2 separate regions of the Zea mays genome follow, and region 2 is linked to region 1. The links are chromatin contacts, called in public Hi-C maps. All regions are on one chromosome and are shown on one strand. The core of a region is the stretch at or near the end of the contact, and the rest is flanking DNA. Distances in the headings are between cores, read along the strand shown. Region 1 has its middle 92 kb from the start of LOC100193052. Region 2 has its middle 170 kb from the start of LOC103635612.

Region 1 (5,416 bases), core at 752-3,251:
GAGACAAATCTTCACTCCGGTGAGGACGAGTCGTCCCTTGAATAGGTTAACACTCGCCTAGAGAGGGTGGACGCAGAGCTTGTGCAGGTGCGCAAGGAGGTCAGGTGTCACACCCGGGTTTCGGGGGCACCAAGACCCGGGCGCGAAATAATCACCAAGTGTGTTGGAACCAAGTCTCACACATATGATGACTCCTAGTATAGAAACAAATGTCACATCTTAACTATATAATAGGAATTTTGTACAAAATAAATAAATAATTACATCATATGGAGACAATGATCCAGCAACCCAAAGTTGACTGGGAGATGACGGCCTAGACCTCTCACGAACTCATCACACCATCCTCCATGCGCCTCATCCTGCGGTACCTGTTCTTGACCTGTGGGGGATGTGAGACAGAAAGGGTGAGCACACATACGTTCATCGCTCAACAAGTTGTGGGGAATAATGTGCATGAACTCACCAAAGGTGGGAGCTCATGTGAAGTTTAAGGCTTACTAATGAGGATGGTTAAAGCTGAGCATTGCTTTTAAAGTTGGTGAAAATTTTATTAGCAGTTACTAAGTGTAAGTAGATACCAACCCAAATAAGTAGTAGATCAAAATAGATAACCACACCTGCGTTGCAATGCATATGACAAATTGAATTTAGTTCCATAAATTACTCATGTGAGGGTCCGAGCTGCTCATGACAGTGAGCATGGCTGATATACCAGTTTTACACTCTATAGAGGTTGTGCATCTTTACCTACAAGTAATGTTATCCATCTACCAAGGGGTCATGAATCCCATACACCTCTATCAAGGAGGCGAGGCAGGGTAACACTACGAGGCCTTTAAAAAGTTCCATTAGCTTCAGAAAACCCGCTACAGTTTCTAGGAAGCTCCAATGCAGGGATCCCTCACCTGACCGTCATCGCAGCAAAATCAACCCAAGGACCTCCCTACACTGACCACTCCCCTACTGCCCTTGCCCCTTTTGGGTAAGGTAGTCCTCCACTAGCTTTTCTAATTAGTCAGCCAAGGGCATCCCATATCACCCTTGTGGTAGCACTGTTTTCCCGGATGGTCGCTCCATGTTCCAATTAACATAATGATCTTATCATGAACAATAAATAACAAACTGATAATAAAAGCATGATCATGAATAATATATATCTCAATGCCCAAATCCACATAAAGCACTAGCAAGTACTACCCAAAAGCTTAGTGGTAAACAAGGCATAGAGGTAGTCAAACTAGGGTAACCTATTGCGTCCATCAAAATTAACCTGTGCAGATCATAATGATTAACATGAACATTATTAGGTAAATAGAAGTGATCAAGGTCACAACTTCCTAGGACTTGAGATTCCAGGTACCAACTTGCTTTTCAGATGACTCGTAACCTCACACTAGTCGTAGCAATAAAAACAAATAGTGTATAGGAAAAATTAACAGCACACCAAACATAAGGACAAACTGAATAATAATGATCTGCGTGTCATAACAAGATCGTGGGCTTAAGAATCACTAAATTCGGAGCTACGGTTATAGAGTTATGAATTTCTAAAGATTTAGGAACGAGGTACAAAAGAAATTAAGTACAAAATTTTTAATTTAGTTTTCATGGTAATACAAGGTTACTAGATGATGGAGGACATCATTAGGAGACTAACGCAATTGGAATGGATTAATTTGGAGTTAAAATAAAGAAGTTATGGATTTATGAAGTTTTGGAGTTTAATTTATATATATATATATATATATATATATCATTTTATGATATTAATTTATTAAACCAGAAACCCAGTCTATACTGCGTACACCATTTTTAAATTCCCCAGGGTCTATTCTGCAAAAAACCAAGACTTACTTGTAATTATTGTAATGCTGTACTGGACTACGGGTTGATTCAACAAACTAGAGGGGCTCTTTTGAAAGAAGTACACGGCAAAGGGGTATCGGCGCTATACAGTCGTTGGATCTGTATCCTACGGTTGTGATTAGATTATAATAAGACTTGAACCGGTATTCATTCTAGGCCCCAGGATTCCGGATCTACGGTCCAATCGATGACCACGCCTCAAACTAATCCGGACCACACGCCATCGGATCAAGGGATCCAATCAACCCCCCCCCCCCCCCCCCCCAAAGAGGTATGTGCCACGACTAATCTAAGGCGCCCACAATTCATCCAATGGCCTGTGGTGACCACACCCAACGGGACGCCGGCGACGGAGGTGAGCCTCCCACCGCGGCGGCTCCATTGCTGCAATCACCTCCATCCCGCAATCTAGTGGCTGGTTCTTTGTGCCGATAGATGTAACACAGAGCGGATGCATAGAGGGATAGCATCCCGGTGACTTACCAGAGGATTGAACGGCGACGGGGGCTCGACCATGGAACAAGGCTCGCTCACGACGGGTGTATAACTCTGGCAAAAAATTGCCTTATCACCGGCCACCCTGAGCTGCGCACGAACCCGGCGAAGATCCCCCACGTGCTTGTGATGCCCCAGAACCACCCCACTGGTGCAGAAGGGCAGCGTCGGCAAGTTAAGGGTGCGACGGGCCTCTTCCTCCCACACTGCTCTCCCTCTCTTGCAGTCAATGGCGGTCCCTGGCGCGGCCTGGAGGAGATGGGAGGCGGTGTCATGGTTTTATACCCGAGCAAGGCTGGAGACCGATTCGCAACAACCCCCCACAGATCCGGCAGCATGCACCAAACCCAGTCGATTCATTATGGCACTGTTGAGAGTTCTATGAGGGAAGGAGGATGCGGATAGATCTGATGAGCAGACCCCACCAGACAGCGCCCATAGAACCCCGAGCACCCAGGCAGAGAGTATGCCACGCGGGCCTGATCTTCCAGAGCCGCATCGTGACACGCGCGCGTGGGCCTCCGGTGGAAATTAAACTGGGCTAGTAGGCGCGGAGGTTGGAATGGGCTGAGGGGAGATTTGGGCCCGAGAGTATGTTTGTCTTTTATTCTTCTTTTCTATTTCAGAGTTCTCACTTCAAATTCTACTCAAATTCAAAACTCCCATTCCAAAATTTCAAATTTTCCAAGTGTCAAAATTAATACTACTGTGAATATAACCTCTACTATTTTCAATATTATTATTTATTATTTTCCTTGTTATTTATTTATGGGAGGAATAAATGGTTTCATTAAAATTCCCTTTCTCATTTTCTATCTTATGTTTTTATTTAAAATTGGAGATCAAGTTTATGTTTTCCATAAAATGCATCACCAAAAATTATCATCAAGAGATCAACCTTTCTTTATCTATTTATTGGTCATTTAACTAATTTAGTACTCTCAATTAATTACGAAGAGGAAATTCCCTACTAAATTCAAAAGGTTTCAAAAATTCTAGAACCATTATCATTGATATTATTAATTCTTTATTCCATTATTTTATGATATATATATATATATATATATATATTTCTACCAATTTTAGGCTTTACACTAGGGGTAGGCCCTTCTTCTTGTCCTCTAGCCCCATATTGCTTGTGCCTTTGTGTTTTTATCCCTTTCTTCTCCTCAGAGCTAGAAGTTGTCTTCCCGAACCGAGGAGGCCAAGAGGTCGGCGCAGAAGGCAACAACGGTGGCGGAGGCCAAGAGGGGAGAGCTCTCCCGTGTCCATGAGAGCACCGAGGCTTCGATGGCTCAGGCGGCGACCATGCTTGCAAACTACAATGAGCTTGAGGAGCTTCGGTCGGCCATCGATGGGGTATGCTCCCACCTCTCGCTCTCGCCTTTGATGGAAACACCACTAGTCGATCAGCTTTGGGCACTTCTCGGTCATGTCGAGCGTGTGGTCGCCGAGGCCGCCTTTCATGGTAGTAGCATGGCTTTGGGGCATATGGTCTCACATTTCAATGAGATCGATGTCGCCATCGTTGTTGAAGGCTCTGCCACCAGTCGGGGTGATGAGGAGCTGGACGTCATCGAAGACTAGGTCTGGCCCCACGCCAGTCGCTCATGAGCCATGTGGAAGTGAAGACCCTCCTAACTGATCCTTGGAGCTCAGCTGACGTCCCACCCGCTGATGCTTGAACGTCTTCTATTTTGATGTTTTGTGATGAACTCTTTTAATGGCTGAGTGAATCCCTTTTGATGGCACACTATTTCTTTCATTTCCCTCCTCTGATTCTGGTCTTCAATGTCGGTCATCCTCGTTTCCTTTGATGGGGACGTTGCGCGGCTTTGGTGTGTGATGTTCCTTTTTGGGAGATATGGTGACTCGATCACCATGCCCCGTAAGGCTAGGGTCGATCTTAGAATGTCGGGATTCTATCGGGGCGATCAACGCGCATTTATTGATTTCCATTGATTCCTTTTAATGAGTACATGACTTCCACCGATCGAAACCCTAGTTTCTACAAAGTTTTGTTAGGGATCTTGCAAGGGCCCCGTGCCGCCATGCTGGTGCCTTGCTATATCCTAGTTTGTGCATGCTTGACGACGTCCGCAACGTTGGTGGAGGTGTACTCTTCGCCTCCCTGGTCCCCAAGAGCGGGCTCTGGGTGCCCGGCCAGCGTTGAGGCGAGCTCGCAGTTGTCTTGCTCGTAGACGTATGTAGCCCTGAACGAAGCTGAAATCGTGATGTTCCCACGCGACCTAGGCATCTTTAGCTTCAGATATGTGTATTTTGGCACGGCCTTGAACTTAGCATAGCAAGGTATCCCGAGTATGGTGTTGTAGCACCTCGGGAAGTTCACCACATCGAACTATAGCCGCTTGGTGCAAAAGTTGGAGGGGTGGCTGAACGTGATGGGCAATGTGATCCACTTGAGTGGATAGGCCTGGTTGCCGGGGATGACGCCGTGGAATGGCGCTGTGCTTGGTCGCAGCGCGGAGCGTGCGATTCCTAGGCCATCGAAGGTCTGAATGTACATGATATTTGAAAGGGAAATAGGGTCAAACCTTTTCCTAAATGTTTTTGGTGGTTGAATTGCCCAACATAAATAATTGGACTAACTAGTTTGCTCTAGATTATAAGTTCTACAGGTGTCAAAGGTTCAACACAAACCAATAAAAAGTCCAAGAAAGGGTTTAAAAGAAAGGAGCAAAAGAAAACCGAAGGCTGCCCTGGTCTAGCGCACCGGACTGTGTCCGGTGCACCAGGGAGATCCACTCCGAATTGCTCAGCTTCGAGTTTTTGGGGAGCCACTCCGCTATAATTCACCGGACTGTCCGGTGTAGCACCAGACTGTCCGGTGTGCCAAGAAGAGCAACGGTCGAGTTCAACGGTCGGCTGACAACGCTACAGTGCACGGACTACACGTGCAGAGTCAGAGCAGGCGCCAGAAGGCGCACTGGACAGTGGATAGTGAACAGTGACTGTCCGATGCACCACCGGACTGTCCGGTGGCCCCACATGTCAGAGCTCCAACGGTCAAACCCTAACGGTTGGGTGACGT
Region 2 (5,586 bases), core at 2,042-4,541, 130 kb before region 1:
CTCGGCGAGTGATCCCACTGGGGGCTCGACCCACTGGGGCATCTCATTAAGTCCTTTCTTATTCGATCCCATATCGACCCTCGACCAAAGAGGGGCTCCGTGGCCACCCCGTCGGCTGGATTTCCACGAGAGAATGTGAGGTACGACCTTGGACGTGAATCTGAGCAAATGACCTATGGGCCGGTCACCTAACTTGCGACTCGCTGGGAGCTTGCTCGATTCACCCCTCGCTCTGCTTGGGGATTTTAAATGCATTTCGGTTTCTTACCTGAGTGGTTCGAGGTAGTTACTACGGTGACACGGTAATAATGGGTAGCCATCATCATGTTGCTTGGTGTGGGTGGCCTGTTAGGAAGGGAGGCAATTTGCCTACCTCGTCGTGCTTGGTGTCATACCTGGGTTCTCGGGGCACCAAAACCCGGACGCGAACTTCACCAAGTGTGCTGGGATCAAGTCTCACACATATGATGACCATGGTACAGAAATGAATGTCACATCATTAATATATAATGGAGTTCTGTACAAAATAATTAAATAATTACATCATATGAAGACAACGATCCAGTAAACATTGTTGACTGGGAGACAACGGCCTAGACCACTCATGAACTCATCACAGCATCCTTCGTGCGCCTCCTCCTGTGGTACTTGTTCTTGACCTAGGGGATGCAAGTACAGCAAGGGTGAGCTCACATACGTTCATCGCTCAACAAGTTGTGGGGAATAATGTGCATGAACTCACCAAAGGTGGGAGCTCATGTGAATTGTAAGGCTTATCAAAGGAGATGGTTAAAGCTGAGCATTGCTTTTAAAGTTGCTCAGAATTTTATTAGTAGTTACTAAGTATAAGTAGATACCAACCCAAATAAGTAAGAGATCAAATTAATAACAACACCCACAATGCAATGCATATGATAAATTAAGTTTAGTTCCATAGATTAATCATGCGAGAGTCCTGAGCTGCTCATGACCGCGAGCACGGCTGATATACTAGTTTTACACTCTGCAGAGGTTGCACCCTTTACCCACAAGTTGTGTATCCTGTGTAGCCAGGGTTAGTTAGACCCTTAGACACTTCCGAGGTGAATGGCTAGGGATCCACTATAGGGCCTTTACAAAGTTCCACTAGCTTCAGAAAACCTGCTACAGTTCTAGAGAGCGCAATATAGGAATCCCCCGTCCGAAAAGCCATCGCAGCATGAACGACTTGAGAACCTCCCTATACCGACAACTCCCCTACTGCCCTTGCCCCTTTCGGGTAAGGTAGTCCTCCACTAGCTTTCCTAATTAGTCAACCAAGGGCGTCCCATTCCACCCTTGTGGTAGCACGTGTTTCTCAAGTTAAGCTCCATGTTCCAATTAACACAATGATCTTGTCATGAACAATAATTAAACAACAGTATACTGGAACATGATCATAATGTAATATTAATCCCAAAACCAGGAAAAGCAATAGCAAAACTACCCAAAAGTTCAGTGGTAAACAAGGTGTAGGATAAACAAGTCTAGGAAACCTATTAGGTCCCATCAGTTTAACATGAGCATGTCACAGTGGTTAACAGGAACATAATTGGGTAAAAAAAGTGATCAAGGGCACAACTTGCCTTAGACTCGAGATTCCTAGGTACTTCACCAACTTGGTCTTCAAGTGACTCGTGACCTCGCTGCTAGTCGTAGCAATACAAACAAACATGGTATAGGCAAAATTAACATCACACCAAACATAAGAACAAACTACATAATAATATTCTACGTATCGTAACTAGATCCTAGGTTCGATAACCACTAAAATCAAAGTTACGGTGGAACAGATATGGTTTTCGGCGTATCTACATGATGGAATATTAATATATTATAAATTGGTTAATTTACATCATATGAGTAAATATACTCTAAATAATCAATTCCACCTTAATCTAGATTATATCTTGGTTAGAAATCTTATTTTAGTCAAATTATCATGGACTAATTTAACCTTGGTTAGAAGGATTAATCTACTAAACATAGGCTAATCCATTATATATTTATAAAAATATGTTTGATGGTACAACAATGTCATCACTGTGTAGGAGATTTTATTACGAAGCTAACGCAACTTGAACTGTTTGAATCAGGGTTAAAATAGTCAAGTTATGATTTATCTAAGATTTCTAGGTTTATTTTTACAACAACATCAATTTCTATATTCAATTCACCATTTATTTTATCCCTGTTGGACAGTGGACACTAATTCTTGAGAGTTCAGGGGCTAACTCGTGAAAAACAGGACCTAAGTGTAGTGATTTTTATGCATACGGGGATGGCAGGTTTTTTTCAGAAACTCGGGGTCTCTTATGCGAAAGCACCACAACGAAGAGGTATGGGCTGATTTGCGCCGTTGGATTAGAAGGCCACGCCACCGACCAGTCGGATTTCACAATGAATAGGTATGCCACCCCCACCCTTGGATCTCGTATCAATGGTCCACAATAGACCACCCTTTGATCCAAACCTATCCATCCGATCGAGCGCCTACGGTTCAGGTTTAAAATAGTTGCGCCCAACCCACAACGCTCCGATCACGGATCAACGGTATGGATAAGGGCCCAACCGGTATCCGCCTAATCTAATCATCACCGTGTCTTAGCCGATCAACGGCCATACAACCCTCTTCCTTCTTCGGCTAGCGAAACGGCGGTGCCCACCCAATGTGGTGGCGCCATGGCCGGTATTCGACCGGTAGATTATCTGCTAATTCAACTTCAAAACGAAAGATGCTACACCATGCAGAGATGAAAGTGAAATGATGGGGGAGGTTCTTACCAATGATTGCGCGGAGCAGTGTCTGAACCATAGAGTCGTGCGGTCCACGGCGGGCCCAGCGCTCCGGTGAGCGATTCCCCGGAACCAAGTGACCCACGCATCCGAGGAATCGATCGGACGAGATCTTCGCACGCCGGCGGACCTCCGAGACCCATCCCCAAGCATCGATCGACTGTGAATTCAGAGACCGAGTGTGGCGGCTTCCCCCCTTTATCTCTTGCTTCTTGTTCTCCACGACTCTCTCTATGCGGCATGCAAGAGATGTGTAGAGGCGGCATGCTTTTGCTCTTATACCCCCAGGTCAGGTAGACCCCCCTCGGGCGGTGAGATCAAACCGGGAGCTCGGGCCCAGCAGATCCGGCCGAGATTGGCGCGGTGCTTAGCGTGAAGCTCGCAGATAGTTGAGGAAGAAGCTTACTAGGGTGGTCCACGCATCAGCCACCCAAGCAAGAGAGGTGGGAGTGGAACCGGATGACGTGCGGGCCCCACATGTCAGCACCATGTCCAGGGTTTTAGGCCGTGGAGATGGTGTCAGCCCAAGCGGCCGCGCAGGGGGGAAGGTGAGTGGGCCGAGGGCTAGGATTCGACCCAGGTAAAGGCTTTTCCTCTTTTTTATTTATGTTTTCTATTTTCAACTCCTAGTTTTCAAACCAAGGTTCAACTTCAACCTAAGTTTAAATACCAACTTCTAAATGCACAAGTAAAAATTTCAGCATGACATGCAAGGCAAAAATTTATTTATTTACTATCCCATTTTCTATTTAACAAGGAATGCTTTGCAATATAAAATTAGTATTCGCAAAAGACGTTATTTTAAGGAAAACAATTTTCTGATATACCACCATTAAGTATCTTAGTGAATATTTTCAAGCATTAATTTATACTTTCAAAGATTTAAATTTAACATTTGAACTGCCATACTTTCAATATTACTATTTATTTTAGGAAATATTCCTTCTAAGAAAGAGATATATTTATTTATTGGAAGACTCTTTAATTCACCAAAGAAAGATTTTGGTTGTCATAAATTCTACCCCCCCCCCCCTTAAAAATAATCTCGTCCTCGGGATTACTAAGAAGAGGAACGTAGTTGGTTGGGTTTGCTTCTAATTGGTTCCAGTATCAATTTCCTTTGTTCAAGTATTTTTTATGGGTATCTTCTATGTCTAGTCGTCTTTTTGGCAAGATAAGAGATGGTTATGGCAAGAAAGACTAGGCAAAAGAAAGAATCCATCCAGGATTATGGATCTTGATTTCTTTGGAGATCTGGCTTGTCTCTTGACCTTCCTTGCTGAAGTTGATCTCTTCTTTCTTGGGTCTTGGTGTTGTCATCTGAGCTAGGGATATATGGCTAAGATAGCTATGAGTAGGATAGACTACATTAAGTAGGTCAAGATCTGGTTTGATGTTAGGTTGGATGAGTTATGCAACCTTATAAAGATATGTAGGTTAGGATGTTTGTATATGGTCTAGTGGGTCTAAGGTACCAACTTAGGTTTGAACATGCTCTAGAAGTAGGGTCTAGTCATTTTCCCTAGTGTTAACTAACCTATTAAATCACTTTACTTTAGATTAGGCTAGATTAACCATACCAGATTAGATCACATCAGACCACTTTAATTCTGATGGGATCTAGATTAGACTAGTTTAGAGTAGATGGATCTATTAGGGTATGATGAAGCTTATTAGGATAAGTTAGAACTTTTAAGATAAGATGGATATATGAGTATATAATCTCTTAAGATGAGATAGATATATTAAACTAGATATATTTTTAATGGTTGATAATATAAGTTGATCTTGATGTCACCCTTTTTATGCTTATATGTATATGCAATTGTGGACATCACTCTACAACTCATCACACTCAATCAAAGAACCGAATCAAGCAGTTATCATAAAAACAAACACTCAAGCATATAAATACTTACAAAAATAGTTTTGTATGGCTATGATTAGGATTCCTATTACTTAGGGACAATTTAGGTACATGATTCCAAGGTGTGAAATCCACTTTTGTCTTTAGAAGTGAAAAGGTAAGACTAATCAGAGTAAAGCAGCAATAGATGAGAAAAGGTTAAGAAAAGTTTAGAAAGAATCAGAGTAGCAAAGGTAAGTAGGTACGGGTTATCCAATTTGCCACATCCGGTTCTGGGGGCAAAACCGAATGCATAGGATATGTGTGCCAAGATCCATTTTCCACACATATGTTGACGTCACAAGTGTAGTATATCAGAAGACAATGCAATAAAGGCGTAAAGAGAGTAGAGTAGTCTTTATTACAACATCCAGACAATAGTATCTTAAACAGTATCATCAAAGTAAAGCAGAAATAACATGGGTAATCTCCCACAGGAAGATGACCGGCGCATCGTTAGCCTCAGTATTCATCGAAATCTCCATCAAGGTCTTCTTCATCACCCTCTGATCAAAATATTAGCAAGGGTGAGCTCACTTATGGTTGGGGCTCAGCAAGTGGTGGAAAATAAATGCTAGTTTAACAAGGTGAGGCTAAGGTTAAGCGGTAAGCATTTTAGTTGGTCAATATTTTATTAGCAACACCTGACTTACTAATAAGTGTATATCCCAAGTATCCCGTTTAAACAAAGGTATAAGAGTATATCAAAACACTTAATAGAAACCACTTAAGCAAACCATTGGCAGATCATCAAATCTCGATTTATTGTCCATCTTTAAGTTCAATTATCATGTGAGGGTCCAGGTTGCTCTTAACCGTCAGCACGGCTGACATATCAGTTTTACACTCTGCAGAGGTGGTACAAC

What was found. Hi-C and Micro-C count contacts between places; a contact is called where the count stands out from the background.
Region 2: a contact with region 1 is called in a Hi-C map of bundle sheath, with 4 times the contacts expected there. The contact joins two enhancer-like sites. A contact is called at or near these places in 5 of 25 Hi-C or Micro-C datasets (bundle sheath, endosperm, leaf and 1 more).

The regions. Positions count from the first base shown.
Region 1 is chr8:101,650,761-101,656,176 of Zm-B73-REFERENCE-NAM-5.0, reverse strand. No RefSeq gene overlaps it. Among protein-coding and RNA genes, the nearest start is that of LOC100193052, 92 kb to the right of the region's middle. Within about 2 kb of position 2,001, at least 16 of the 20 cell types and tissues checked have an H3K27ac peak or open chromatin away from gene starts, as enhancers often do. A contact at or near this core is called in bundle sheath, leaf and leaf mesophyll, where this site is marked.
Region 2 is chr8:101,783,051-101,788,636 of Zm-B73-REFERENCE-NAM-5.0, reverse strand. No RefSeq gene overlaps it. Among protein-coding and RNA genes, the nearest start is that of LOC103635612, 170 kb to the left of the region's middle. Within about 2 kb of position 3,291, at least 16 of the 20 cell types and tissues checked have an H3K27ac peak or open chromatin away from gene starts, as enhancers often do. A contact at or near this core is called in bundle sheath, leaf and leaf mesophyll, where this site is marked.